7 separate regions of the Mus musculus genome follow, and regions 1, 2, 3, 5, 6 and 7 are each linked to region 4. Evidence: chromatin contacts called from public Hi-C and HiChIP or PLAC-seq data. All regions are on one chromosome and are shown on one strand. Each heading gives the region's core, a stretch centred on a gene start, on an enhancer-like site or on the middle of the called end of the contact. The rest is flanking DNA. Distances are from core to core; before and after follow the strand shown.

Region 1 (3,999 bases), core at 1,192-3,691, 910 kb after region 4:
CTTGGAGGGTATCACTCTGAGGAAGCTGGGGCTCAGAAGCATCTGTACCAGCCACACAGGTTGCCATGGGCTGCAGCCCCCACTTCCCAGAGGATACAAAGCTAGAGGCATCTTTTCAAAACAGTAGGCCCGAGTCCCTAAGAAGCCCACACGCCATCCCTGTCTTTTACAGGCCGGATTATGCACCAAAAAGCAGTCACACTGTGAATGTTGCTGGTGACAGTGGTGGCTGTGACCAGGACCACAAGCATAACTTAGACATGCACAGCATTTATTCTGTCCCACTCACTGTTTGAAACGTGTTACTTAAATCACTGCCATTGAGCCTAACAAGGACCTCAGATAGTAAATAGATGTGTGTTTATTATCACCATTTAGAGGGGAGAACGTTAAGACTCAGATAGGTAGAGGAACCTGCCCAGGGCCACACAGCAGCAGGATTTGAATCAAAGAACCTAGGTTGTATATCCAGTTTATAACATGCTAGACAAGTGGAAAAGTCCCCCACCTCCCTGTCCACTCTTTACTTCTCTTTCATCAGAGCCCTTCCAGAGAAAAGCAGAACTTTTCCAGATGACTTCCCTCATCCCTGTCACACAAGGGTTGGAGGTGACTTGCAAGAACCACAGCCAAGGCGAGATGGCTCAGCGGCTAAGAGCACTGACTGTTCTTCTGAAGGTCCTGAGTTCAAATCCCAGCAACCACGTGGTGGCTCACAACGATCCGTAATGAGATCTGACACCCTCTTCTGGTGTGTCTGAAGTCAGCTACAGTGTACTTATGTATAATAATAAAGTAATAAATTCATCTTTAGGCTGGTGTGAGTGGGGTCAACCGGAAATGCAGAGGTTCTGAATTCAAATTCCCAGCAACCACATGGCTCACAACCATCAGTACAGCTACAGTGTACTCATATATACAATAAATAAATAAATAAATAAATAAATAAATAAATAAATAAATCAGGAAGAAAGAAAGAAAGGAAGGAAGGAAGGAAGGAAGGAAGGAAGGAAGGAAGGAAGAAAGAAAGAAAGAAAGAAAGAAAGAAAGAAAGAAAGAAAGAAAGAAAGAAAGAAAGAAAGAAAGAAAGAACCACAGTGACAATAAGAGAATAAGTATCAGAAGCAGGTAAGAAGACCAAAGGACACTGTGGTTGGAAAAGAAGATGGAGCTCTGTTGAGGCTCTCAGCTGAAGCAGCCGGAAGGAGACACCCCACAGCCCCAGGGGCCCCTTTGGCTTTCTTTGACTCTGATACATTGTAACTCCTCTGTCCTCACTGGGAAACTTTCACCCGCCAGGAGGAAGGCAACAGGGCTGATTCTGCAAACCCTCCCCATACCGAGTTCTCTGCAAACCCTCCCCATACAGAGTTCTCTGCAAACCCTCCCCATACCGAGTTCTCTGCAAACCCTCCCCATACGGAGTTCTCTGCAAACCCTCCCCATACCGAGTTCAAAGTGTCCAGCTGATGAAGGGAGCTGACTCTGTGGGGCTGGCCTCTCACATCACACTCAAAAAGAAGGGAGACCTATAAAGCGTGAGCTGTGACCTTTGTCCCCCCTCTGCTTCCAGCTGGGCAGGCAGAGACAAGGTCTGCTGCAGGCCACCACAGCCCCATGTGCCCAGCCAAGGTGTTTTTGACGGCAGTAAAGCTAGTGTTCCTTTTGGTCATAACGAGTTTTCGATAGAAACACGAGGAGTGCTGGGTGCTAAAAGCTTGGGAAAAACTCCCCAACTGGCTTTCCAAGCAGGTCTGCCCTTGACCACAGCTCTCTCCACCACTGATGGATAATGACAAGAATATGGGAAAAGACATTTGAAAACTATTTACTAATACAATAGACGGGGGAAATGACCCTTTAAAGAGGCCAGCTTCCTAATGCACACATCACCTTACGAGGCAGAGAGGGCGGTGTGAATGATATCCAAGCTATACATTTTGAGATGGAGGTGATATCCTGGATGATTAAGTTGGTCCAAGCTAATCATGTGGGTTCCCACAGGGAGACCTTCCCCTAACTGCTATCTGGAAAGTTTTGACCAGGGAAGAATGGTCACAGATGAAATTAGCTCTAACGCTGAAGGGGGAGGTCGTGGGTCCAGGAGAAGAGATGGCTTCGAGCAGCTGGAGAATAAAGACTGTGGACTGTCCCCTGCAGCTTCAACGCCAGTGAGGCAACATCATGCTTGAACCAGAAAGACAATCAAGTAAGAAGCCGAAGTTGCTTAGGCTTTCTAGACTCTAGCAATCTATTACAGTAGAACCAGAAAAAACCTGCAGCTGAAGTTCCCATCGGAAATCCTCGACCTCTGCCCGAGACAGTTTGGCAGGTGATCCTCGAGTCAGACAGAAAGAGGGACAGCCTGTGGCACAGCGGGTGCTGAGCCTAGTTCTAGAAACTTCCTTCATGGAGCTACTCCAGGAAGTTGTGTAATGGCCACAGGGCCCAGGCAAGGTAGGCAAAGCTTCCTTTGTTTGCGGCTGAGAGGATAGCTCTTCTGTGTGAACTCCAGAACTCCCAAAGCTGTTTTGATGTCAACATAGGAGACCTCTCCCATCCTTCCTTCTGGAAGCAATGAATTTTTCTAGCTGGATTCACAGCTTGCCCTCAGAGACCTAGTCACAGAGACAGCTTCAGGAGGGCATTGGTGCCCCCTCGTGGTTACAAGATATAGTCCGTGTGTAGCGCTTGATTCACAAGGGCCCTCAGGCTTTAGGGTCCAACTGAAAACGCCCTTAGGTTTTAACCCCTTTAGGTCATTAAAGTACCCAGATGTCGCCAGACCATGGCAGTGGGTGTCCTCATGCACCAGATTTCAGTGCTAAGCCGTAAATTCTATATCAGGAGGATGAATGGGTCAGTGAAGTTTTGCTGGGCAAGCATGGATACCTGCTGGGGGGCAGAGATGGGAGCGTCCCTGGGGCTGGCTGGGCAGTGGAATCAGCTCTAGGTTCGGGGAGCACATATGCTTCTCAAAACATCAGTGGAGGGAGAGGAAGACAGCTAGTGACCACCCCTAGCCTCCACACACGCCAACATGGGCAAGGGCACACGCCACACACATGCTCATGTGACCACTCCACAGGTACAGGGAAAACGGGGGGCACACACACATGCACATGTGACTACATCACAGGAACATGGGAAACATGGACAGTTCACACACATGCACATGTGAGTATTCCACAGGTACATGGGAAACAGGCAGTCTAGGAAGACCAAAACAAAATGCTCTCCCTAGGCAATAACCTTCTATAGTCTACCAAAAGCTACCAAGGGGATATAGTCTCGCTGTCTTCCAAGCTAACACTGTCCCCAACAAACCTGGGCCCTCACAGTGAGCCATTAAAATACAACTTAACTTGAGACCAGCAAGAAGACTCAGGGCAGCTTGTTAGGAAGATGCCAATTCCAGGAGTGTTCATTATCTCTCACTGAACTTGGAGAGCAGAGACAGAGAGAGAGGTAGGTGAGCAGCATGGCAGGGACGCCGGTGTGCTGGGCAGAGTGAACCCTGAGCACCTTCAAATCCAGCTTCCTCAGTTTGTTCGGAATCCCCTTGCTCGCTCGTTCACAAGTTCTTCAGACTCATCTCTCTCTGTGATGTTTCTAAGTGCTGTGGAGATGAAGGCCCGGTAGCTACTTATTAACAAAGGGGGAAAGGTCCAGGGGCCTCATGATACTCGGGTTGATTTTAGTGGCCAGTGTATGAAGTTCTTTGCTGCTGGGAGCCAGCAATTCTATAGCAACTTTTGTTCCTTAGTAAATCAGAAATCTCTTAAGGGCTCTTAAGGGAGGTAACATGAGGCCAGGGGTGGGGCCTGTGTGGGTCTGGGAATGTTTTCATCTTAACAGGAAAAGATAGCAGAAACCAGTGCTCTGTGGCTAACTGCATACATAAGGAAGCAATGACCACCTACAAGATTTGTGACATTTGGAAAAAATCTACCTAAAACATGGTCCCATAACTTGGCTTGTAAACCTGAATCTCAGAGA
Region 2 (4,327 bases), core at 914-3,413, 930 kb after region 4:
CCACTGCTGGACTTTGTCCACTTTTTTTTTTTTTTTTTGGAAGCCTTGTAAAAATGCCTGTTTACACTCAAAACTTCCTCCTTATGTGTCTACAGACTCTTTCAAAAATGAAATCATGGCTTTCTTCCTGACGGAAAGGGAGACCAGAAACATATTACTCAGACAAACGATGTCCAAGTCTCCTGCATCCTGAAATCTGCCAAAGTAAACCTTAAAATGTTCAATAAACAAGACAGTGTATAGGAGACTTCCCAGTGTCCCCTGGACGAGGTTTTGTTTTGTTTTGTTTTGTTTTGTTTTTTCACCTGAAAATGCTGGGCAGCTCTGGGCCTCTGGGAGTTAAGTCTGGGAATTCTCATGTTGAACCTACCTGTTCACATTTTTTCACTCCAAGGATTAAAGCCTTCTTTAGCTGAAACCTTTTGAATACTAATAAGGCTGGTCACTTTTTTTGTTTTCTTCCTAATTCTTAGGAATAGAAGGGCCAGTTAGGATGTTCAGGACAAGGGATAGTGGAGTGTCACCAACCACACACACACACACACACACACACCCCTGACTTCCAAACCTTACATGGTTCATGCTACTGACTCTTGAGATGCTGGGGATGGCCCCTCATACGAGTTAGGCAAACCACTAACCCTCATTCACAGCCCTGACTCTCCTGAAACCCTAGCTGTTCCTTCTGACTGATTGAAGCACTTGAGTACGGTTTTGGTTCTGTGGGTAGGCCCTGGGGGCGCAAGATTTACCTTGACGAAGAGGGTGATGTCGTGCTCCTGTCCCGGATCCCCCTCCTCCAATGCTGGGCCATTCTCCCTGCGGCCGTTCACTCGCCCCAACTCTTCTCCACCCTGGACGCTGGGCTCCTCAGCTAAGTGGTTGCTGAGCTCTGCCTGGGATTCCTCCTCGTGTTCGGTGGATTTGGCCTCCTCTCCATCAAGGCTGCCGTCGGGGGGCTTCTCTTGGATGGCCCCCTCGCAGGGTCCCTTCAACTCGGGTTCTGGCCTCGCTTCTTCCTCCCCGGTCTCCTCCTGGAGCTTGCCCTGGTCCCCATTCTCATGAGCATCTACTCTCGCATCCTCGGAAGCTGCTTCCTCGGACCCGTCTTTCCCCAGGGTCTCCCCTTCCCCCGCGGCGTCTGCGGCCGAAGCGCCCGCCAGCTCCCCGGACTCGTTCCCTCCGATCTCTGTGGTTACAATCTCAATCGCCTCATCCTGGGGCTGAGGGCTGCTTTCCCCTCCACCCTGGGGCTCACTCTCCGACCCAAGTGGCCCTCCTGCGGGTGCCTCTGTGTCCATGTTGTCCCCTGCAAGTCCCTGGACTTCTGGGTTGATCTGCAACCCTAGCGCGCCGCCTCCCTGCGCTTCCTGACCAGATTCTGCCTCTTCCCCTGCCTCTGAGGCCGTGGGGTCCTCGGGCTCCCGGCGAGAGTCCCCAGGGACCTCGGGGGCCTCACCCTGAGAGTCTAACCCAGAGCTCATCCCCTGCACCTGCTGGGCGCTTGGCGCCTCCTCCGCTCCCTGCGGGATCGCGCCCTCGGGGTCGCGCTCCGCAGCCTCCGCTTCACCTGGAGCTCCGCTGGCGCCCGGCGTCTCGGCCTCAGGGCCGGTGCGCGGGTCCTGCGCCTGCGCTCCCCCAGTTCCCTCGTCCTGCCCACAGCCTCCTTCCTCCTTCCCCGAGGCCCTGGCCTCTACGCCCGCCCCCAGGTCCCTAGGTGCCTCTGCAGCTTCCTCGCTCGCTTCCCGCCCCTCCAGGTCCGCAGCTCCTGGCTCTCCTGGTCCCTCGATTGTCGCACCTTCGGGTTGCCCCTGGGAACCTGGAGCGACCTCCTTGGGCTCCGTGGCCTCAGCCATGGTAAAACACCCTTCCTCGACGCTGCTCAGGGTGAGGGGCAGGGGCTGACGTGCCCCCTCCGGGAGGACACCCCACTCGCGGTTCTAGAAGCGAAGGTTTCGCTTGATGCAAAATCTAGAGGGCCCCAAGACTCTATGTCCCTTTTCCCTGTCTTAAGGTCTTTGGGTTCTTCCTCAAGAGTTCCTGTTTCTCCTAAATTCGCGCCCGGACCCCAATCCTTCTGTGCAGGCCAGGGTGTGGGGCTAAAGAACTCAGCTTGCCTCTTGAAGTCTTTGGAAGAGATGGGCTGGTTCCCTGCGGTCTCAAGGGTTGACCAGAAATTCTCAGAGCCAGTTCTCCCCTCTTAGGGCTTGGGCGGGGTTTGTCTTCCCCACCTCCTAGCCACTTTGGGTGGCCTGGGAAGCTAGCCAATGACAGCCTTTCTGCGGCTTTTGTGGATTTTAATGAAAAGACTGATTTTACTGGCCACTTTAGCGTTTTCTGGAACAGCTTCAAGTTTCAGAGCCATTTAAATCACGGTCACATACTTCAGTATTGGATTCCCACCTTACCTCACTTCACCATGAAGGCGACTCTGATGCTGAGTGGAATAGACCCATCCCATCCCTGCCTCAGGTTCCACAGAAAAGGTATTAACCCCAAAGGGAGGAATGGCTGCCCTCCCATTTCTGTGAGTTCCAGGAACCTAAAGATGGAAGGGACAATAGCCTGGCGTGCTTGTTGAGGTGGTGGGGGGAGGGGAGGAGAACCAGACGGATACCTCTCCTTCTCCAGCCCCTGAAGACCCTAAGAATCTGTGCATCCCTCGGACTCAGATTTCCTTACTCATGTCCAGTGCTTGGGTCTCAATATCGTGGTTAGGGCGTTGGGGGTTGAAGGTGGGGGAAGAAAATTCGGGATGGGAAAAAAGGAAGTTATAGAATTAACTGGGCCAGGAGTCCCCCACTATCACCCGTCAAAAACTTCTTTCAGAGAAGTTTTCAAAACTATTCCACTGAATTGATAGAGAGAGGACCTCCCACCCCAAACTGTGAGGCCAGCATTTCCCCCTTATCAAAGGACACACCAACTCTAGACCAATATTGCTGATGAGTATAGATGCAAACATTATTAACAAAACACCAAGGGTTTGAATACAACAGCATATCAAAAAGATCATCCACGGCTATCAAGTTGGAGGTTGGAGGTTGCAGTGGTGGCTCAACACATGCAAATCTATAGGCGCAATGCGTCAAAACAACAGAATGTATGACTTTAAAAATCACATGCAGGCTGGAGAAATGGTTCTGGAATTAAGAGTGTGTACTGCACCCACATCAGGTAGCTCACAACTTCCTCCAGTTCTGAGGATCCAACGCCCTCTTCTGGCTTCAAATGGCACCTGCACTCACATGCACAAACCCCTGCAAGAATAACATATATACAGATGATTAAAAAATAAATAAATCTTTTTTTTGAAACAAAATGTGTTCATCTCAGTAGGTACAGACAAGGCACTTGATAACATTCAACATCCTTTCACAATAAAAGATTTGAATTTTTTTCATAGACAGATAATATCTCAACATAATTTAAATTGGTTGGGTGTTTTGTTTTGTTTTGTTTTGTTTTTGTTTTGTTTGAGGCGAAGTCTCATGTAGCCCAGGCTGGCCCAGAGCATACAATATAACACAGGATGATCTTGAACTTTGACCCTGCCTTTGCTGAGATTACATCACCTCGTCACGTCTCGATAAAATGCTGGAGACTGAACTCAAGACCTCCAAGGATGCTGAGCAAGCACCCGGGAAGGCGTTGCCTAAGAATGATGGAGCCGTGGGGATTTCAGTTTGACTTCTCAGGCTCTTACTGCTTTTAGCCACCACACCCACAGAGGATCCTGTTATCTTGACAAGAGAGGGATGCATGTTGAATTCTTCCTTTGTATCCCCATTGCTCATCCCTGATGGATAACTAAAGCTGTGGTTTGAACGTGTCCCTGAAAAGTCCATGTGTGGACTTTGGGGGTGTATTGAGAGAGAGAGAGAAAAAGAGAGAGAGAGAGAGAGAGAGAGAGAGAGAGAGAGAGAGAGAGAAACTGTACATGAATGTATGGGTGCCTGCCTGCCTGCCTACCTATTTGTCTGTCTGCCTGCTCCCTTCCTTTCTCTCTGTCTCTGTCTATCTCTCTGTCTCCCTCTGTCCCTGGGTGTCTCTCTCTGTCTCTGGGTGTCTCTCTCCTTTTCCTTTCTTGCCTTCCTGACTTTTGTTGCTGTATCCGAAGCACCCATCTATACCACAGGACAGTGCATCAAGAAAGCATTTTTGAGATGCTAATGCTTTGCTATTGCCATTCCCAGACCCTAAAACTGTGAGCAATAAATTTCCAGCCCTTATTAATCACTTGGAGAAGCATGGAACCGAGACAACAGGACAGATGGACACCCATATCCACATCACATTTCTCTGAGGCTGAACTCTACCTAGAAAG
Region 3 (4,255 bases), core at 1,347-3,846, 860 kb after region 4:
GCATTGTGAAGCAGAGTGGAATGACCCACAGGTGTAAGCAGGTGAGGTTGGAGAAGTGACACAGCTGGAGAGAGAGTCTCTCTCTGAAGTGTGCATAGTGTCACAAGTGAGGGAACTGGAGAGGACATGGAGGCTTGGTGGGGGATGAGGGGGGTGGGGTTGGGGGAGGGTGGGGCTGGGAGGAGGGGGCTGGAGGGAGGGTGGAGACTGGAGAAGAGGATGAAGGTGGAGGCCAGAAGCAGAAAGATGAGGACAAACAGTAGGTCTGTGAGAACAATCTAAGGATTTGGTGCTCCATGAGCCAAAACAAGGGTGCAACCTACAGGGAGATTACAAAATGAAGGTCACAGGGTAGCTCTGGATTAATTCCCATGATGCGGAATCAAAGACAGTAGAATGGAAAAGAAAGGGCTGTGACACACAGAGGTGACACACAGAAGCCCGTAGCAGTTCATAACTTGCTGCTATGTTTCAGTGTGTGCATGGAATTCTCACACACATGCATGATCATGTGTACAGTCACATTTGTGCTTGCATACATGTTACATGGTCAAACATACACAAGCATGTGTGTGTGTACATATAAGCTTGCATATATGTTACATGGTCACACATACACTACCATGTATACACGCACATTTAAGCTTGCATATATGTTACATGGTCACATATACATTAGCATGCATTTAGATCTTTGTGTGTATGACATCTATATGTTTGTATGTATATTATGTATGTGTGTGTGTGTTATGTGGATGTGTGTGCATATGTGTTTCCATGTGTAGGTGTAGAAGCATTCATGCCACAATGTATTCCTGGGGTGTGTTGGTTTTCACCTTCTACCCTGATTGAGACAGGGTCTGTCTGTTGATTGCTACCATGTTCACCAAACAAATTAGCCCACAAGCTCCTGGGAAATTCTCCTGCCTCCACTTTTCATCTTACTGTAGGAGCAGGAGGAGTGCAGATGCTTTCTACCACACCTGGGGCAGCAGGATTATAGACATGTGCTACCACACCTGAAGCAGCAGGATTGCAGATGCATGCTACCACACCTGGAGCAGCAGGATTGCAGATGCATGCTACCACACCTGGAGCAGCAGGATTGCAGATGCATGCTACCACATCTGGAGCAGCAGGATTGCAGATGCATGCTACCACACCTGGAGCAGCAGGATTGCAGATGCATGCTACCACACCTGGAGCAGCAGGATTGCAGATGCATGCTACCACACCTGGAGCAGCAGGATTGCAGATGCATGCTACCACACCTGGGGCAGCAGGATTGCAGATGCATGCTACCACACCTGGGTTCTTGGGATTCCAACTCAAGCCCTTATGTGTACATCGTAAGTACTTTATCCACTGAGACATCTCTCCAGCCCATGATGCTGTTTCTTTACTGCGAGTTTCTGTGGACTGACATGTTGATGTGGATACTCCCAAAAGAATGTAGACGTGATTTGAGGGTTAGTTTAAGGGAGGTGTCTAGCAGGGAGGAAACAATGAGAACATCTGAGGGACCACTGAAGGCAAGGACCCTGGGATGCAGAGGGTGACAGGAGACAGACAATGGGGGGCTGCCAGTCCACTACAAGGAAGAAAGGCAGCCACATGAGGCTTAAAGAATCAGAGAACAGAACACCCCACAGGTAGCATCCTGGGCCCAGGGCAGGAATGTGGTGGCCCCTTTCTTGGTGACAGACAAGTACCAACTCCTTCTGAAGGGATGGGACAGGAGTGTGTACAAGCATGACAAGCTACCTATAGGGTCAAGGAATTTATAATCACACACTTACTTGAACTAAAATTCTGACATTTGGGGGTGGGGGATGTGATGACTAGAAGATGCATTTTCTGCAAACCTCCTTAAGATAGCTCTCCCAACATTCATGTATATGTACGTGTGTCAGCAAACATGGTTGTTTTTTTTTTTTTTCATTTTTCCCCAACTATCACTATTCTGTGACTATGGCCTTATTTGGATAGGTGTGAGTAATTTAAGGATCATAGGATGAGATCACACTGTATTTATGGTGGATCCTAAGACCAGTGACTAATGTCCTAAAAAGAGGAGGAGATCTGACCCACCAGAGAGATGACAGGAAGACAGAAGCAGAGACAGAGCGATATGTCTCCGAGCCACAGGACCCCAGCAGATTCCAGTTGTCACTGAGGGCCAGGAAAGCTGTTTAGTGTAGATTTAGCCTTTGAAAGAGACCGGACCACGTGACCATCAGATGACAGCTGATTCCAGACATCTGGCCTCTGACCTCCAGAACTATGGGGAGATGACTTCCTGTTGCTTTAAGTTACCCAATTTGTGGTAGTTTGTTGCAGCAGCTGTAGCAAACTTACCCAGTGAGAATAGTAAAGTAGTTCAAAGGAAGGCTGAGGATGGGGAGTCAGGATCAAGCCAGTGGCCTGCCTGGGTATACCCACTTCTCCCAGTGAGAAAGAAAGGAAAGAGCAGAGGAGAAATGAGGGAGAAGGAGAAGGGAGGAGGGAAGCTGGGAGAAAGAGGGAAGTAGGGACAGGAAGGGAAAGGAGACATGCCAAACATCACAACACTGGAGAATTGACCTTGGCCAGAGCTATGTGACTTCAATGGTTTGCGTGGCTGACTCCTCATTCTCTTAGCAGCAAATGGCTAGCTAGGACTGAGTCCAGACCCAGCCTGCCTGGGTTTGAACCCTAAGGCTTTGGAACATCTGGTCTACCTGTGATTCAGTGTCATCATCTGCAAAACTGAAATGCCAATGACTCCTCCTGCCCTGGGTGGATTTGAGGATCATAAGGTCTCCTTGTATGCATTACAAATGATGTGTGTGAAATGAACAGAGCCATGGTGGCAACAGAAATCTTATTGTCCCTGCAGGGGCTCAAGAAACATCATGAAAGAGTGTATAGAAAGAATGTAGAAGCTGGATGACGGAGTGGAGGCCTATGCAGTGGTGTGGGGAGGCCTGTGCAGTGGTGTGGGGAGGCCTGTGCAGTGGTGTGGGGAGTGCTATGCAGTGCTGTGGGGAGTGCTATGCAGTGCTGTGGGGAGTGCTATGCAGTGCTGTGGGGAGTGCTATGCAGTGCTGTGGGGAGTGCTATGCAGTGCTGTGGGGAGTGCTATGCAGTGCTGTGGGGAGTGCTATGCAGTGCTGTTGGGAGGCCTGTGCAGTGCTATCTTCTGGTGTGTCATGGCTGCAGCACTCGTGAGCTTGCAGCAGCTGCAGTGCCTGCATAGGTTCTGCATAAGACTGAACCATTAGACACTCAGTCACAGGAGGGGAGGGGCCTCTGGGGCTCAGCCCAGCCAGGCCCTGGGGTAGCTGGTAGAACAGAAACCCTTGTTTTCAATACTGTCTTCAGAGTGAGTCCCTCACACCCCAAGAGACAACATGACACCTGTGCCCATGCCCATGCAGGTAGCCCCTTATTAAACCAAGTGGGTCACAACTTAAAATAAGAACAGGACCAAAGTAAGGGTAAGAGGCTGGTGCAGAGCAGAGCCGGGTGGTGGTGGTGCATGCCTTTAATCCCAGCACTTGGGAGTGATTGTAGACCAGCACCTTGTCTACAAAGTGAGTTCCAGGACAGCCAGGGCTACACAGAGAAACCCTGTCTCGAAAAACCAAAAAAAAAAAAAAAAAAAAAAAAAAAGGCTGGTGCAAGGAGAGGTGTGTGTGTGTGTGTGTGTGTGTGTGTGTGTATTTGGAGAAAGAGAGAGAGAGAGTATAAGTGACCTGAATGTATCATATGCATATACAAACCTGTCAGATAAAGTAGGTTATTGTTAAGTGGGCTACAAGGAAGATGGTGGGTGATGAAACGATTAACCACAGCCTCAGTCCCAATGTGAGTGTAGCCCAGCAGATACAGAACTAACCTGGTGAAGCCTTCCAGACCCACGCCATGGATGGGATACAGTACCAGCACAGCCTGCCTGGTGACAAAGCTGGTGGGGTGGGGTGTCTTAGAGTTTCATTGCTGTGGAGAGACACCATGACCAAGACAACTCTTATAAAGGCAAACATTTAACTGGGCCTGTCTTACAGTTCCAGAGGTTCAGTCCATTATCATCGTGGCAGAAAGCACGGCAGTGGTGCTGGAGGAGCTGAGAGTTCTTAATCTGCAAGAAGCAGAAAGGGTGTGTCCTCCGCAGACGGCCAGGAGGAACCTGTTCCACACTGGGTGGAGCTTGAGCACTAGGAGACCTCGAAGCCCACCCCACACAGTGACGCACTTCCTCCGACAAGGCCAC
Region 4 (3,777 bases), core at 568-3,067:
GCCATTGTTACTCTGTGGTAGATTCTGGTGGTAGCGGTGGCTTTGAAACAGTAGGGAGCCAACATGAATATTTTTATAGACTGTACCATGCAGGACTTTTTTTGTGAGGAGTTACATTTTTGTGGGTGGCTAGTGGGCATGACTGACTCATAACTTGCCCCCAACCTTGACAGTGAGTTACTGAGTCCCCCACACATCAGGCAACACTTGGAAGCAACCTTCCACTAAGAATATGATGCCGGGAGCTGGCTGGAGGTTCCAGCTGTTAGGTGCACTGTATGGGGAGGGGACTGTCTCAGAACTGGATGACATTCTTAGAGAAGGGAGATGGCAAATGTGAAAGATAAGAGTTGGCTTTAAAGTTGGATGACTGAGAGACACAGATGGGCTCGGCTGGGTCTCTCTCTTGGTTGAGATTAAGCTGGTCCCGAGTCCCAGAAAAGTATTGCATCACCTGGCCAGAGCTGGATGTCAAGAGAAAGATGTCACAGCCTTTGATGACCAACTCAGGGGTCTATCATTCACTTACATGAGCAAAAAAAAAAAAAAAGTATCTAAGTAGCAACTTTTATGGACAATGGGAAGGATCTGTGTTTCTAAGTCAACGGGTATCACTCCTAACTGTCAACACGCTTTCAATAATCGTAAGTGAGTGTGTTTATGACAAAACAAGGTATCAAAGAAACTGCTCGAATACTCTAAGCTCTTGGGACTTGTTTATTAAAGACTCTACTTTGATCAAAGTGTTAGGAAACAGCCCGAGTGTTGAAGGAGCCACTTGGGGGTGATGTTTCAGAGTCAGCTCTGTGACCTTGTGACGACTGAGCCGCACAATACGGTCCTGAGTGGAAGTACACTTTGGAAGCACCTGGCAGGGAGATGGTGTCTTGTTTCCATTTGATGTAGCCTACCACACATCTGATTTCCACTCGCCACAGAGCAGAGCTTCAGATTTGGCGGGCCCCACCCAGATTTCAACACTGACCAAGCTTTTGTATTAAGTTCAGAGTAGGAGATGGTGTGGACAAATAATTCATGTCTTTTGATGGGGAGGGGCAGGGTTGATTTAGGAATGAAATTGTGTGTGTGTGTGTGTGTGTGTGTGTGTGTGTGTGTGTGTGTGTGTGTATACACTTTAAACTACCCATGAAAGGGATTGTATTTGTATCGAACTCTATCAAGTTGTTGATTAAAAAACTAAAAGTGGCCTTTAACTTTCTTACCATGACAGAGATGCCACACCTACAGATGGAGATGGTGAACTATTAATGCTCACATCCCTCTTCCAGCCCATCCTGTAAGAACCACCCATCTCCTTAATTACTTTGTCTGGGCTTAGTCCTATGCATTAGGTAATGTGAGCTAAGCATCCCTGTTAGGATAGAGGGGCCTTAAAATGCCTCCTCTAAGATTTCACTTGAGGGGGATACCTTTGTGGAGACAGGCTTTAAGGTGGACCTCCGCAATTTAGGGCAAAAGTAGACATGGATCATGAGGCAGTAGAAGGGTTTGAGAGGAAATTACCATGGAGATGGGAAGGGCTCAGAGAAAAAGAGAGCATTGCTTGTGACCTAAACATGACAAGGTCTGTTCGGAGCTTTAAACTATTGGGATAAAGGATGAAGGGAGAACACAGAAGAAGTTCCAAAGTTCCTGGTGGACTCTCAGCCTTCACCTTCCCATGATGCACTGGTTAGGTCTAGCCCAAGACTCTTTCTCTCTATCCTCCTCAGTGGAGCAGCTTATGACTACAGCTGGCTGAGACAAGTTTCACAATAATCATATTTAGTAGCTTTTCATAAGTAGGAGGAACAATCTCTTGTAAAGCTGGCTGCCTTCCAGGTTTGTCTTTTAGACAATCAGTTCCTTTTTCGGTCTGTCAGTGTTCAGGTTATTTTGACTGGGAGGGATATGAATCAATACTGTTCTAACAAAACCCCCAATTCCCCGTGAGCCTGTCTTAATCACAAGGGTAAAACACAGAGGCAGACCCCTCCTACCCTGTCAGAATCGCTTTATTTTGATGTGTGGTTTATATGAATGGAACGACTCCAACGAGCCTGAACCGGAAGCTGTGATTTAAACCCTGTTACCCCGGTCTGTCCATGAGCAGCCTGTTTTTCCATACGTATTATTATTAAAGTTTTATCCAAATGTCATGTAGTGTTTATGTTCTTTTGTCCTGGCTTACTTGGTGTATGTAGATCATTAGCGACGTCAACTCATTCATTAGGTCCTAGGTCACAAGAGCAGTATGGCTACCTCTGTCAAGCGAGAACGGCCAGCCCAGGAAGCTGCACACGATATACTTACAACAAGCGTGGTTTTGGAGGTACAGGAGAGGTGTGGAGCAATGTGGACCAGATACATTATCTGTCCAATAAGGGGACCTGAATTTGGTACTTTGATCCTGTCACTGTGACCAAGATTCTGACCAGAAGCAACTTGAGGAAGAATTTAGGCTGGTTCACAGCTTGAGGGATGCAGTCTATTGTGGCAGGGAAGGCAAAGTATAGCGAAAGAAATTCTTATAAATCCTAGCCCGAGGGCTTCCTCCCACCTTAGACTATCTATGTTCCCCGATGAAACAGACTTTATACTTTTAGATAGCCGTAGGCAGCACAGGAGCTGGGCAGCTGCTACTCTCCGTGCCGTTAGAATCCACTTTCCTATCAACAACCCCAAGTTATCACAATTATCATCTACAATGTTCCATCTGGGTTGCTCTTAACTTCAGCTGGGCAGCCGTCTGGGTCACTTTCTTGTGACCCTTAGCTCATGGAAGCTTCTTCTCCCTCCTCTCCTCCACATTCCTCTATTCCACGGTGGCTGGTTTCTCCTTCGTATTCCTGCTGGGGTCCGGGGATGTGTGTTGGTTCAGAGCTTCTTCTTTCTCCTCCCAAGCCCTTGAAACCTCTACCTCACCTATTTTTCTTCTGCCCACCTATTGGCTGTTGGCAGCTTTATTTGCCAATCCCAATCAACTGGGGGCAGGGTCACTCAGTGTCTCACGTGCGTCCTCTTTAGTCTTTGGGGGAATCAGTCTTGGGGTCCCCAAATTAGCATTAGATACAAGCAGCATCAGGCGATCCCCCACCACAAGGCTACAGAAGCTCTGAGAGTCTAGTCACACTACATCCACAAGGGAAGTCAGGAGCAACGCGTTCCTGTGCTCGGCTCACTCTCTCCTTTCAGTCTTGGACACCAGCCCTCGGAATACTGTTACCTTCTCTGGAGGTGGGTCTTCCCACCAAAGTTAGCTCATCTGGAAACTGCCTAACAGCCCTACCCAGAAGTTTGTATCCATGCTGATTCTAGATCCTGTCAATCAAGATTGACCCTCACAGAAGCCTTTGCTGATCTCCGCGTTGCTCTCAATGGCTCTCAAGTCTCTTGGGAGGTATCTAATTTGTGGCTGGTGGGTCATATAATCATCCCTCAAGATCCACAGTGGACTGGTTCCAGGGTCCCCTGTGTATACTGAAAGCACAGAGCTCAAGCCTTTAATGTAAGACGGCCAAGCGTGCACACATAACCCATATCCATCCTGCTGGGTACGTTAAGCCACCACTTGGTTACTTATGGTTCCTAGTGCATGTAAAATGCCATGTAAGCGGAATTCTGTATTGTTTAAGAATAGCAATAATACTCAGCACGTTTTCAGTTTGTACACACTGAGTTGCTTCTGCCATACCTGTGCCCTTACTTCAATGACAGCTCCAGAAAATAATTTCTGGTTTACCTATGGCATGGAGGATTGATGAGGGAGAAGCTGCA
Region 5 (3,796 bases), core at 657-3,156, 960 kb after region 4:
ATTTTATTTTTCTTTAGATTATACCTAGAAGAAGAACCTCTGGGTCACATGGTGACTGTAGATTTCCTTTCCCAGGAGACAGGCCTGAGACAGGTCTATTTCTCCCCATCCTCACACCCTCAGGGCTTTGCGAATTATTTCTTCTCTTCCATTCACAAGGGCATCACAAGGACCCCAGGGCCTTACACATGCCATACTTTGAATAAATCTCAGCTCTAGTTGGGTATGATAATAGATCCACTTCCTGACTAGACAGCTTGCCTACTTTAGGAGAAAACACAGACCCAACTCAACACCCCCCTAAAACTTAACTGCACTAGCAGAGGAACACTTACTGGGCGCGTACTGAATCCTTGCCCATATGGGGGATCTGCCTCGCTCTGCAGGCAATTAACAGAAAGGTGAAACCCACACGGGAGTTCTCACTCTGATGAGCTGTCCAGGCACAATGCTCACCTGAGGTCTTGTTTCCCTGTAATGAACCGCCCCCCACCAAACCAAGGCCCAATGTCTTCCCTCATCTCCTACTTCGATGGTTCTCAATCTTCCTAATGCTGCGACCCTTTAATACAGCCCCTCATATTGTGGTGACCCCCCCAACCAGAAAATTATTTTGTTGTTCTGCATCATAACTACAGTTTTGCTACTGTTCAATTGTTGTCTAAATGTCTGATATGTGGGAGATCTATACGCAAAACCCGTGACGGTTCTTGGACCTCCAAGGGGGTCAAGAGCCACAGGTTGAGACCCATTGCCCTCCTGCTACAAGGATTTGAATGAGAAATGTCTCCTGGGAAGTCTGCCATTTGAACACTGGTCCCCAGTTGGTAGTACTGTGTGGGGAGGTCTAGGGAGTTTGGCTTTCCTGGAGGAAGTGAGCCACCGGGGGCAGGCTTTGGTAGTAGAAACAGTTCACCTATCTAGTTTGTTTCTAGTTCCATGTCCCTGCTTCATGGTTGTGGCTGAGATTTGATCTCTCAGCATCTTGCCTCCGGCTGCCATACCTATTACTTAGCCACCACAATGGACACTTATCCCTCTGGGACGCTATATGGAACACTAAGAAACTCTTTTATAAATTGTTTGGTCGTGGTATTTTATCACAGTAACAGGAAAGTAATTGATACACATAGCTTTTTTTCTTTTTCTTGAGATACTAAAGCAGAAAGGGAAGTTTTTAGAGGAAAGAGAGGCAGCCAGCAGAATTGGAGAAAAGGCACGAGGGAGGGCGATGGGAGACAAAATACAGTGTTATCTGTGTATACACAAAATACACGATATATGTATGAAAATAATTATTGAAACCCACTCATTTTGTGCTAAAAAATGCTTCTAATTATCCAAAAATTGGACAGTAACATAATGACTAACACGTTGAACTATAAACATAAGGCCATATCACGATGTTACTCAAGTCTTATTTGTGATTCCGCGACAATATGCACTAAGTATCTAAGCACTGCTAACGTCTACGGAACAGAGCCTCTAACTAGATTTAGTTTAAGTCCTTAAAATTGGCTGCGTGTTTCCAAACGTCGCCGCGTGGGAACCGCAGAAGCTCTGCCTCCGGGTTACCGTTCCACAGGCTAACACCCGGCTTGTGTCCTTCAACAGGCACCGCCAGCTGTCAGAAAAGCAGAACTGGCCAGAGGCCTCTGCCCCTAACAAATATGGCCGCCCCAAGGCTTCAGGCTTAGGGCGGCAGAGTGGGTGTCACGTGACAAAAATCCCGTCGTATTATTGGTCTGCTCTATAGGAAGGGCGGGACTTGATGGCCCGAGTGGGCCGACCTTAAAGGGAACGTTCTTGGGCTCCGCGAGAGCTACGATTCGAGGCCGGCGAGCGCAGGCTGGCCGCCCCTCCCGCGCGGGGCGGAGGCGGACAGGGCGGGCACTGGAAGGCGGCGTCCCGGCGCCGCGGTGACCCCCAGAGGGTGAAGCGGGAGCCGGCGGCCGCGGCGCCGAGTGGAGCGGAGCTAAGGGAGCGCGCGCCGGGCATGGAGGACGGCGTGGCCGGGCCGCGGCTCGGAGAGGTGGCGGAGGCGGTCGAGGCACGGGCGCCCCGTAGGGTGACTCTGCGGCCCTTCGCGCCCTTCTCTGCGGCTGCCGAGGGGGACGGGGGCGGCGGCGGCGACTGGAGCTTCATCGACTGCGAGATGGAGGAGGTGGATCTGCAGGACCTGCCGAGCGCCACCATCGCCTGCCACCTGGACCCGCGCGTGTTCGTGGACGGCCTGTGCCGGGTGAGGACCGGGCCTCCGTCGGGGCGGAGGGCGGACACTTGTTGCGGGGCGCGGCCGGGGCGGGGACGGGCCGAAGCCCTGCTCCAGGGGTCTCAGACACTGGAGACGAGCTTTCTTTTGCACAGCCTACATAGTCCAGGTCGTGTTCTACGGGATCATTGAAGATCAGAAATCAATTCCTCCTCCCAAGTACCATGATTGGTTACTCAGACCTGCCCCATCTCCTTCCCAGGGTGTCAAATTTGTGTGGATTTGGGCGAGGAAGGAACAATTCCTAATGTACTCAGTGACCCTGATGGTGGCATGTCGCTCCTTTAAGGGTGAACTAAATATCCTAAAGGCTTAGGAAAGACTTTCCCCCCAACCGCATTCAACCAAAACTGGCCAATCAACCGCAAGATAATGAGCAGCCAGGATCCTCACCCAAACACTGGCTTTTCTTCCAATAGTGCAGATTGAGAACGCAGAGCGTAGTCTATTTATGAACGGTGAGTCACGTCTGTTTTCTCCGTCCTCCCAATGAATGAGCTGCACCCTTCCTTTGACAGTAAATGCAGGGCAGGGGCTAAACCCCAACGGACCATGAACAGTTCCCTTGGCCACTTCAGGTGATAATTCATCGAGCACTTGCCCTAAAGGCAAAAATGCAATTTGATTCTCTGCTGTATCTTCCGATCCCAGAACAGCCTCACAACAGAATCTTAATAAATGTGGAAATGAGTGACTGGCCAAGTGGGCAGAGCCTTAGACAATGCTGTTCCAGGATACTAGGCACCCAGACAAATGCAGTCTCACTCTGAACTGATCTTGCTTCAGACAGAAAAAGAGAGCCTGAGATCCCTAAAAGAGGTTTGAAGTGCTGGCGAGAGCTCAACCGGCAGAGAGCGATGAGAAAAGCCCCGAGCTGTGACAATTGTTGCTCTCTCTACACAGGATGTCCTGAAGCGTGTGCATAGCCATTGTAAATCCTCTCTGAAAGTAAATGGCCGTATAAATTATAAATAACCAAGACACAGTGGTGTCTCTCTTGGCAGCGACCTTCAGCTCCACTTCATTGACATGTGGACTCAGTGCCAAGGGCTGAAAGCTTTGCTGACATGTTTGATTGAGGGAAACAGAAAAGGTAAATATCAGCGGTAGCAGAAGGCGACGACGGTGCTCTAGGGAGAAGGAGGAGGGCTCAGGGAGTAGAGGTCTGAGAAGGAAGGCGTTGGCTGCTGTGCGTCCAATGAGCAAAGATGACAACACTCTTGGAATGATAAGGTGGTGATTGCTAAGGACTGATGCTGGTTTCCAGGCGTGGTTTCAGACTCAGGAGGAAGTGGAGAGTTTGCCAGGCTTGTCACTTTCATAGAGCTTGGATTCTGGAAGGTGTGGAGACAGACAGACCTCAGGGAAGAAGCACATGACAGGGGTGCTCTTGAGCACAGCCCCACCACTGACATCTCTCTGATGCTAAAATCCACATGTGGTGAAGTTTCCTATGTAAAACAGTAGGTGCTTGCAAATAGCATATGCATGATATAGCATATGCATAATACAACATATGCATAA
Region 6 (4,027 bases), core at 1,345-3,844, 820 kb after region 4:
ACACACACGCACACGCATGAGTCTGCACTCGAGGGTACTCATCAATGAACACTCAGAATGCTCCCACTCACCCCTTACAAACACAAACCCACAGAAAATGTTGCTGGACATTGTCACTTGTCTCAGCTGGGGGCATTGAGAACTTCTAGCTTCAACTAGGCCTTGGTGCTGGACTGAAATGCCAAAGCCAGCTCACTCCCATTTTCACCTGACTGGAGGCCGTCAGTGCCAGCACCTCCCTGGCAGCTGACGGTCTCCAGAATTAAGAGGGTGACATAGAAATGCTGGCATTTGTTCAGCTGGCTGTGTGTAAAAGCCTGTCCCCTCGGGGACACAGTGTGATTCCAGCAGCACCTGTCGACATTCAGACTCCCCCCCCCCCCCCCCCGAGACAATTCTGTCCATTGGCCACAGCCTCCATCTGAAATACTGTTTTCCTTGGAAATGTCCCCAGTGTGGACTTGCCCATTGAAATTTATTACATAAGTCCTTTAGCTTGGTCACCATCCAAAACGGGCACCTGGGGCCAGCTCCTCCGGCTGACCGGTGATCACATGTAAGAGTGGCTTTTAACACTCTCTGAGGATGGCGTACACAGGGATGATCCGTTTGGCCGTATCCACGTCCCTTCCTCCCTTCAACTCCCCATACCGTCTCCCTCAGAACTTCATGTCCTTTAAGGTTTTGTGTGTGTGTGTGTGTGTGTGTGTGTGTGTGTGTGTGTGTTTATTAGTCGAGTGCAGGGATGTGTGTGTGTGTGTATGTTTATTAGTTGAGTGCAGGGAGTGCCACCCATATACACATAGGACTAGGGACATTCACTACCACAATCTATCCGCAGCCACTGTCACACAAAGTAAAGTAAGTATCAGGTCTAATTCACGGCTATATGATCCGGACTTCAACAATACAAGCTAGAAGGAAAGGTATTTATTTAATAGTACAGGAAAGAGAGGGGGGAAGAGAGAGAGAGAGAGAGAGAGAGAGAGAGAGAGAGAGTTCGCCAGGACCCAAAAGTGACCCTCTGCTGCCCAGTAGGGAAGACCAGAGAATGACAAACAACTGGCATAGAGTGAGCCTCAACTTGGCAAAACTCCCTCTAGAAACCAAGCCCCGAGCACAGGCCTCAAAAGCCTGTAATGTGTTCTCATAAACCTGGGCCAGAGAGGGTAGGTAGGGTCCCTGAAAGGAAGAGGCTGTCAGGCCCACAGCTTGTCAGCCGAACTTGACCCCTCTGTGGCTGATGTGCCTTCTAATCCCACCAGTGACAGCTTCGAGTTCTGGGCTTTCAGCCTCCCCCAGCCCGACCTGCCTAGCTGCTCAGCACACACACATGCGTTCTCAGCAGACGGGCCCTGTCTGTCTCTGTCCCTTGCAGACAGACAGACTCCACACCTTGTCTGAAAGGAGCTGCCACGTGAAGGTTTATCTTTCCTCCTCATTTCTCTTCTTCCTTTATTTTACCCTCTTCCTTTTCTTTTGGTTAATTAATGTCTAGCTGCCAACCTGGGCGACAGACAGCGCATACTAATCTGAGTCACGCAGGAGAGCCTTTTAAGGCGGTCATTATCTGCTCAGGTTGTTTAATCCTTTGGGGGCAGTGGGAGGGGCCTGGGGTGGGACCTCTTTCATCCACATCAAGCTTTAGAGCCAAGACTCTGCGCTCTGTCAAGGTAGAGACTTAGCACCATAGAGGGAGAGACACTGCCAGTGAAAGTGGCTGAACCTTCTAATCCTCACACTTCCTACTTTTAAAGTCTCCCCATGAATGGGAGAGGGGGCAGTTGTCACCTGAATTGAGTGGGTGGGGGCGGCGTGCACCGGACTAGCCAAAAGAATAGAGGAGCCGTAGTTGGGTGATGTATAAATTCTGTGTGACTGCTGATGTGTAAGGAAAGAGGTTAGACAGGATTTAAAAATGAAAACACGGGGAGCTGGTGAGGTAGCTCAGTGGTTAGGAACCTTTGTTGCTCTTCCCAGGCCCCCCACATTAGCCCGCTCACAGCTGCCCATAACTCCAACTCGAGGGCATCTCTCTCCTTCCTCCAGTGTCTGCAAGCACACACACACACACACACACACACACACACACACACACACACACACATGCGCGCGAGCACCTAACTAAAAATAAAATAGCTGTAAATGAGAACACGTATTCGAATAGAGCACTTGAATTTGAACATATCTAAAAGGCCCATGTCTTTTTTATTACAGAGCGTATACAAAGCGAGACAGGGAGGGATGGAAGGAGAAGGGGAGGAGGGAGAGAGAACCTGACCTCTCGTAGAAAGACGCCACACTATCTCAGATCTTCCACATACTCTGCCCCCAGCAGCTGAGACTGTAACATTACTCCTGCGCTTATGCCCATGACAAATCACGGACTCACTCGGGATTCCGGTAACGTGGTACCATTACCACATTACCATGTAAGAACTGGGACAGACTGGCAGAGCATGTTCAGACACGGCTCTGAAACGTGGTGACCTCTCCTTCATTTTTTTCCAGTGGATTCACCTTTTTTGTCTCAGGACAAATGAAGCAAGAGGGATAATGGGCAGAGTCACTTGTTTGTGTCCAGTGTATTGCATCAGATGACAACAGGCCGATTGTGTGTGTGCCTAATGCTCTCCCTCCTGCCTCGGCTTCTCCCTAGACTGTATAAATCTAACTGGAAAAAAAAAATGGAGTAGAGCTTCCTGTTAACTCTCAAGCATGTCATGGCTCTCTGTAAGCAAAACAAGTGACACAGAGTTTGCTCATAGAGGTCCCCGGTGAGGGCGCAGAGATGAACCCTGAGGAATGAGGTGTGGCCTGCTGGCTGGAGGAGAGGCTAGAGGGCAGCCTACCAGGGCAGCCTACCAGAGCCACTGTTGGTTTACAGCCTTTGCCTGCCCACATGTCTGACTTGCTTTGAAAAGATTAACAGGAGTGTTTGTTTGAAAGTCAGACTCCTGGTTTCCTCATTAGTAGAGGGATTTGCTGCAGACTTGGGCTGTGCTTATAAACTCTAATTACCTCTCTGATGAGGAGTCTATTTCTCTCACATTCAGCCCAAATGTACACAAGAGTTCCTTTTGTAAAATCGTGTTAGAGCAATAAAAGATTATTGAGAGGGGGTGGAGGGGGAGAGGGAGAAACAAGAACACAAGCCCGAGCTCTCCGTGCTGAAATAATAGGCTTGGAACAGAAAGAAGTTGATCACAGCCCATGCCTTCCAAAAAAAAAAAAAGATTAATCCACCCGGGTAGCTTTCCTTTCAAAGGAAGCTTTTCGATCCCCTCAAGTTTCTCTCTAGCAGGCTCAACTCTGTACCTGAATTTGAGAATTTAACATTTTGAACACTTAGTTCGTGCCTCTGCCCTGTGTTGTTGCTGCTGCTGAGCCGTGCTGGTGCGAACAGTATAGTCGCAGCCTGCCCTCCTCTGACTGACAGACACAAGCTACCCGAAACACCGTCCTAACTCACTGTGGCAGCTGGTGGGCGGATGTGCATCCCTTCCTAACCATTCTCAGTTATTTCGCAATGTCTGGAGATTCTTTTGGATGTCAAAGTAGCGGGCAGGGGGTCGGCAGGGAGGCCACTAGAGGCATCTTGTGGGTAAAGAAGGAAGATGCCACCAAACAGTTATCAGTCTCCAAACACCCGCTAGACATAATACAGCCCAAAGATGCCAGCAGTGGCACTTTTGGCAAGGGAACCCTCCTGTCCCTCCTGTCCCCTGGTCTGCCTCAAAGGCAGCATGCACACGTGCCAAGTGCAGAGGGAGCCGGTGAAGCAAGGGCAGTCTGTAGAACTGTAAATTCAAAATGAATCTTGTAAAGAAAGTCTGTCATTTCTGGACAAAACAAGTTTTGCTATCCATTTGTGTTAGAAGCTAGTGAGTGACACAGCAGCTGGAGCCATGACTCAGTGGTTTAGAGCATGCACTGCTCTGGGGGATGTTGGCACCCACTTCTAGCCTCTGGGGGCACTGCACACACACAGGCTCATAACCACACAAGCATAATCACAAGTAAAATT
Region 7 (4,226 bases), core at 624-3,123, 880 kb after region 4:
AAATATGTCCCCTCCCCTAGAGATAAGCTTCAAAGTCAACAACTACATGGTAGATGGAGATAGACACCCATTCCTTTCTGTCTCTAAGGCCACTACTTTAGGGGCGACTGAATCTCCTAACTTCTCATAGGTCTCATACGAGAAGAGGCACCCACTGCTCTAGCCCATACTGCCTCCTGACTCTAGTACTTGCTATTCTTATTATACCACTGACTTGCTAACTGTGCTCTCCTACTGAGATTCTCAGCCCCGCCTCTGCCTCCTACATGGTCCTCAAACCTCCCTTCCTGTCCTTATCACTCAAAGAGCCAGTCATGTACTGACTTCCATGTCAGAGCAAGAGCTTCCCCTGCCCGTGTCACAGTGCCCTGGTATCTCCTGGAGGAAGGTTTAAACCCAGTGGATCCGTCCATTCCAAAATGTGCCCAACATGAGAAGGTAAGCTTGGGATGAGGGTGTGAAGTGGACATTTCCTTGGTAGTTGACATTTCCAACAGAGGCCACTGCTGGCCTCTCCAAGAAACACATTTTGAGAATATTCGCCACGACCCATGGTCATCAGCTATGACCAGATAAGAGACTAGGGATACGTAATCCAAGCCCTCAAAAGACCCTTGAGTCATCCTCGGTGATAAGATCTTAGGTGACTCAGAACGACGACCACTGTTCACATCATGGAGCTCAATTCTAGTTGTTGCTGGGCCCCAAGGAAGAACTGAGTACAAGGGAAAGAAACAGAGACCAGATAACACACCAATGCGGAAAGCTGACTTGAAGAAAGCCAGGCCAGTTTGCATGGGGAACTGGAGCCTAGCCTAAGCTGGGATGACATCCTGAGGTCCAGGCTCTGAGGGACACTAACTCCGTAAGAAGGAACTGTGTCACCCTCCATACATCCCAGTATTAGATCCATCTCAATGCCACGTGGTCCTTCCTGGCCTCCTGGATGCCTTCAGATACTTTCCCAGAAAGGAGTATCTACCGTGCTCATTAGCATCACCAAGCAGGAGGTGTCTCTTCCTAAAAGGATCTCCACCTGTGACAAGCACATGAGGACACATCAGTTCCCAGACATCTTCATGGGAGAAGATTTACTAAGCTAGTTCTCTTGTCTCAAAATAAAAAGCCAATAATGAAATGTCTACCTTCAGAGATGGTGATGGGAAACCATGTTCCATGTGGTAATCTTTAGGGGGTGATGATACAAAAGCAAGCCTGCCTGGCAGGGGAGGACAACGACCCTGATGTCATGGACAAGACTAGAATTATAGATAGCAGAGGCTGGGGGCACTGGAGAGAGAGGATGATAACCAGTCAGTTCTGCAAGTTAGAGCTGGGAAGGCAGAATACAAATACGTCCTGGTCCTTTGATACACAGCAAGGAGATCGGAAACAGCACCACATCAGACACACCTCACACCTGGAAGAAATGGTTTGGATTATTCTCATCAAAAAGAAGAGAAATACCCTAATTTGATTATTACTCAACATATAAAATGTATCAAGCCTATAAAGATAGGTCCAATTATGTATCTATTAAAAATAAAATTCTTAGAAGGTAGAACTTCAACACTTTGGGACTGACATTCAATGTGTTTCATAGAGGACCCATTTGTCACTGTTGAGTCAGAATTGTCAGGTTCTAACCCCTCGGCTGCCTTCCAGCTCTGCCAGCCCCTGAGACCAAGCCTTGGGACCTCTGGGGACACTGACAACCAAGAACTGAAAGCTCAGGTTCATAAGGAGCATCCCCAGGGATGGAGCACAGCACCTGACTGTGAGAGACCAGAGCTGAAAAGTACAGGCAGGGTAATTCAGTCTGCTGGGCACGTCTCTTCTCTTTCCTGGGTCTTGTAAACGTTTCTCAGCTGAAGCTATTCAGAAAATGAGTGACTAAGGAGACAACCATCAACACACTAGACATTTCCTCTGCCCTTCCTCTTCTGAGTCTCCCAGAATTCTGGCTGCTTCAGGGAGCTGAGTTTCTCTTCAGATCTGCAGTCACCTATAATGGTGGCTCACTATCTGGAAGATAAGAGAGAGAGCAGCTGAGGTTCAGACGGCAGAAATACGGCTTGTGCCTTGCTCGGCTCGTCTTGCTCGGCTCGTCTTGCTCGGCTCGTCACGCGTATTATCTGCTGGAGGAAGTGACTCAGACTGGATGTGAGTGCCCTGTGCTTCGTTATGGCTTCTGAAGTGATCTGGACTCAGACAAGACCCCTTCCCAGGCTCTTTTGAGGGACTTCTTTTGGGGAGGGATGAGAAGCACCCAGGACGGTTACTGTTAAAATTATTTGGGAGTTGTGTAGCCCTCCGCAATACTGCTCTGTTCAGAGTCAAAATGATTTCATTTCCATTTCTTCTCTCAAAGTCAAAATAACAGGTGAGGGACTTGGAGAGGAAAGGAGGCTAGTTCTCCATCCAACCAGCACTGACCCAACTCCCAGCCTACCAGGCCCTGGTCAGCATACGGTGGCCTATTTCCTTAACATTTCAACGGTTGCACAAATTCTTAACACCACCACCACCATCCATCCATCCACCCCACAAATTTTGTGTTCACTGTGTCCGATGCAAAAACTAAGCACAGTGTCTTGGGAGAAAGCCTGATAAACGCTTTTGCCCGTTTTTCATGTTTTCCTGTATTTTCATGAACATCTTTATCAGAGTTCCAAGAGCTGAGCGGGGTGTTGGGGGAAGAGGTGGGGGGGGGATCTTTTACAGATGAGCAAACTAAGATTCAACAAAATTAAATAACTCGCCGGAGGCTACACAGCTCTTTCCCCAGTCATCTTGAGTCACAATTAACTGTCTGGATCCCAGAAAGAAATTGCAGACCAACCACTCGACTACGGGAAATGAGCCGTCTAGAGGTGGCTGCCCTTAAAGGAATGTGGACGGCTGTCTGGGAGCTTCAGCACCCGTAGTGACCACACTCGGGTACCTCCAACCACTCACAGCTCTGGGAGTGTTTAAAAGGACGAAAGGCTTATTCCAAGTAAGCCTTTTATTATCTGAAAGTTCAGAGAGCACGCTAAATACTGCTGGCCAACTGTTTATGAGCACGAACCATCCAAGTTAATCCAAAATGTTCTGCATCTCTGCTTGGGTCAGTGCAAGACACTGCCAAAAGAGACTGGCATTGACCATTGAACCAGAGCCTGTCTCTAACAGAGTTTAAAACAGCCATTGTGCGCACATGCCCCTTCGGGGCCCTATAGATTGCTCTGTTTACTAAATTTCCATTGGCTTCTGGTTTGTATTTTTCTTTTTTGTGCTCAACAAAGGATATATTGTTCGTTACTCAGATCCCTTGATTAAAAAATCCAAGTGTTGAGTAATCGCACTGTTCCTGGCTGTGCTAACCCCTCCCCCTGTTCCCTGATTCTCATCTACTTCAACTTCCTTCTCCATCCATCTCATGGGGAGTGGATCTGAACCCACATCTGTTTGATGTTACTGATACCGCCATACACACATGTGCCCGTAAAAAAGAATCCCAGAAAGACTCGGGGAGGGATGGGGAGATGGGAAGAGAGGGCTGGGTTGCTGGGAACCATCATTCTCCTGATCTTGTCTGCAATGCATGGTTCCACAAAAATTAGCTTCAGGCGTTAACTATTAATGCTGCCCTGGGTTTTAGGTAAGAATTAAATGGCCTAGTCGTTGTTAGTTTGGAAGACAGCCAAGACTGGCCAGCTGCCATCGAGCACCCTGGGAAGACAAGCTTGTATCCCAGACAGTAAGGGCAACACTCGCTATAGTGGGGAGTCACTACTGGGACATGGAGCCCCTATCAGGCAGAAAGCACAGAGGTGCCACAGCAACCTCTGTGTTAGAGGTTTGGTGATGGCATCCTGGAGGTGGTCCTTGTACAAACACAGCTCAAATTTTACCCATGAGCATCCCTGTCATTCACACTATGAAAACTGAAATGGATCTTCAGACGTCTCTGAAGTGCCAGGAAGAATCTCTCAGAAAAGCGATCGCTGCTACCAAGCCAACAGGTGATGTAATCAGCCCAACCAGACAGGGCAACCCCGAGATGTCTCTGAAAGATGAGACACTTTTCTTTATCAAGATGTCCTGGGGGTAAATTTAAACACCTCCCCCATCTCAGCCATTTCAGATCAAGTCACTATTGTTTTCTAGAAAGTTCTTAGGAAACCAAATTAACGCCTAAACACACAGGGAACATTTTCTTGGGTCTGGCTTTCAGGACAAGT

What was found. Hi-C and Micro-C count contacts between places; a contact is called where the count stands out from the background. HiChIP or PLAC-seq counts read pairs in DNA pulled down with a chosen protein or histone mark.
Region 1: a Hi-C map of bone marrow-derived macrophages shows a contact between it and region 4, with 19 read pairs. The contact joins two enhancer-like sites. A contact is called at or near these places in 12 of 484 Hi-C or Micro-C datasets (the MNK3 cell line, bone marrow-derived macrophages, cerebellar granule neurons and 8 more) and 2 of 115 datasets of contacts at active chromatin or transcription factors (embryonic basal ganglia and extraembryonic endoderm stem cells).
Region 2: a Hi-C map of bone marrow-derived macrophages shows a contact between it and region 4, with 20 read pairs. The contact joins the promoter of Clic6 here to the enhancer-like site in region 4. A contact is called at or near these places in 1 of 15 datasets of contacts at CTCF or cohesin (the NIH/3T3 cell line), 1 of 484 Hi-C or Micro-C datasets (bone marrow-derived macrophages), 6 of 115 datasets of contacts at active chromatin or transcription factors (bone marrow-derived macrophages, craniofacial prominence, embryonic basal ganglia and 2 more) and 4 of 9 other capture datasets (adipose tissue, embryonic stem cells, liver and 1 more).
Region 3: a contact with region 4 is called in a Hi-C map of bone marrow-derived macrophages, with 15 read pairs. The contact joins two enhancer-like sites. A contact is called at or near these places in 8 of 484 Hi-C or Micro-C datasets (B cells, CD4 T cells, the N1E-115 cell line and 4 more), 4 of 115 datasets of contacts at active chromatin or transcription factors (embryonic basal ganglia, extraembryonic endoderm stem cells, forebrain and 1 more) and 1 of 9 other capture datasets (embryonic stem cells).
Region 5: an H3K4me3 HiChIP or PLAC-seq map of embryonic hindbrain shows a contact between it and region 4, with 5 times the contacts expected there. The contact joins the promoter of Rcan1 here to the enhancer-like site in region 4. A contact is called at or near these places in 3 of 39 promoter capture datasets (the HPC-7 cell line, the SN4741 cell line and cranial neural crest) and 3 of 115 datasets of contacts at active chromatin or transcription factors (embryonic hindbrain, embryonic limb bud and embryonic stem cells).
Region 6: a contact with region 4 is called in a Hi-C map of bone marrow-derived macrophages, with 11 read pairs. The contact joins two enhancer-like sites. A contact is called at or near these places in 1 of 484 Hi-C or Micro-C datasets (bone marrow-derived macrophages) and 9 of 115 datasets of contacts at active chromatin or transcription factors (astrocytes, cardiomyocytes, embryonic basal ganglia and 6 more).
Region 7: a Hi-C map of bone marrow-derived macrophages shows a contact between it and region 4, with 16 read pairs. The contact joins two enhancer-like sites. A contact is called at or near these places in 11 of 484 Hi-C or Micro-C datasets (B cells, DN2 thymocytes, the N1E-115 cell line and 6 more), 5 of 115 datasets of contacts at active chromatin or transcription factors (T-cell acute lymphoblastic leukemia, bone marrow-derived macrophages, embryonic basal ganglia and 2 more) and 1 of 9 other capture datasets (embryonic stem cells).

Annotation. Positions count from the first base shown.
Region 1 is chr16:92,518,678-92,522,676 of GRCm38.p6, reverse strand. The region is part of intron 1 of Clic6 (chloride intracellular channel 6); the gene reads right to left. Among named protein-coding and RNA genes, the nearest start is that of Clic6, 23 kb to the right of the region's middle. Within about 2 kb of position 2,441, at least 16 of the 459 cell types and tissues checked have an H3K27ac peak or open chromatin away from gene starts, as enhancers often do. A contact at or near this core is called in bone marrow-derived macrophages, where this site is marked.
Region 2 is chr16:92,495,983-92,500,309 of GRCm38.p6, reverse strand. Clic6 (chloride intracellular channel 6) reads right to left here and starts at 2,163. Exons shown (of 6, transcript NM_172469.3): 1 at 753-2,163. The coding sequence starts at 1,856. It overlaps 2410124H12Rik (RIKEN cDNA 2410124H12 gene), which reads right to left. Exons shown (of 3, transcript NR_165041.1): 3 at 2,940-3,260.
Region 3 is chr16:92,571,407-92,575,661 of GRCm38.p6, reverse strand. No RefSeq gene overlaps it. Among named protein-coding and RNA genes, the nearest start is that of Gm30224, 23 kb to the left of the region's middle. Within about 2 kb of position 2,596, at least 45 of the 459 cell types and tissues checked have an H3K27ac peak or open chromatin away from gene starts, as enhancers often do. A contact at or near this core is called in bone marrow-derived macrophages, where this site is marked.
Region 4 is chr16:93,427,686-93,431,462 of GRCm38.p6, reverse strand. The region is part of intron 1 of 1700029J03Rik (RIKEN cDNA 1700029J03 gene); the gene reads left to right. Among named protein-coding and RNA genes, the nearest start is that of 1700029J03Rik, 29 kb to the left of the region's middle. Within about 2 kb of position 1,817, at least 6 of the 459 cell types and tissues checked have an H3K27ac peak or open chromatin away from gene starts, as enhancers often do. A contact at or near this core is called in bone marrow-derived macrophages, where this site is marked.
Region 5 is chr16:92,464,279-92,468,074 of GRCm38.p6, reverse strand. It overlaps Rcan1 (regulator of calcineurin 1), which reads left to right and starts at 1,906. Exons shown (of 4, transcript NM_001081549.2): 1 at 1,906-2,242. The coding sequence starts at 1,997. Gm46555 (a long non-coding RNA gene) reads right to left here. Exons shown (of 4, transcript XR_003951847.1): 4 at 2,241-3,796.
Region 6 is chr16:92,608,253-92,612,279 of GRCm38.p6, reverse strand. All of the region lies in intron 7 of Runx1 (runt related transcription factor 1), which reads left to right. Among named protein-coding and RNA genes, the nearest start is that of Gm30224, 14 kb to the right of the region's middle. Within about 2 kb of position 2,594, at least 135 of the 459 cell types and tissues checked have an H3K27ac peak or open chromatin away from gene starts, as enhancers often do. A contact at or near this core is called in bone marrow-derived macrophages, where this site is marked.
Region 7 is chr16:92,550,903-92,555,128 of GRCm38.p6, reverse strand. No RefSeq gene overlaps it. Among named protein-coding and RNA genes, the nearest start is that of Gm30224, 43 kb to the left of the region's middle. Within about 2 kb of position 1,873, at least 31 of the 459 cell types and tissues checked have an H3K27ac peak or open chromatin away from gene starts, as enhancers often do. A contact at or near this core is called in bone marrow-derived macrophages, where this site is marked.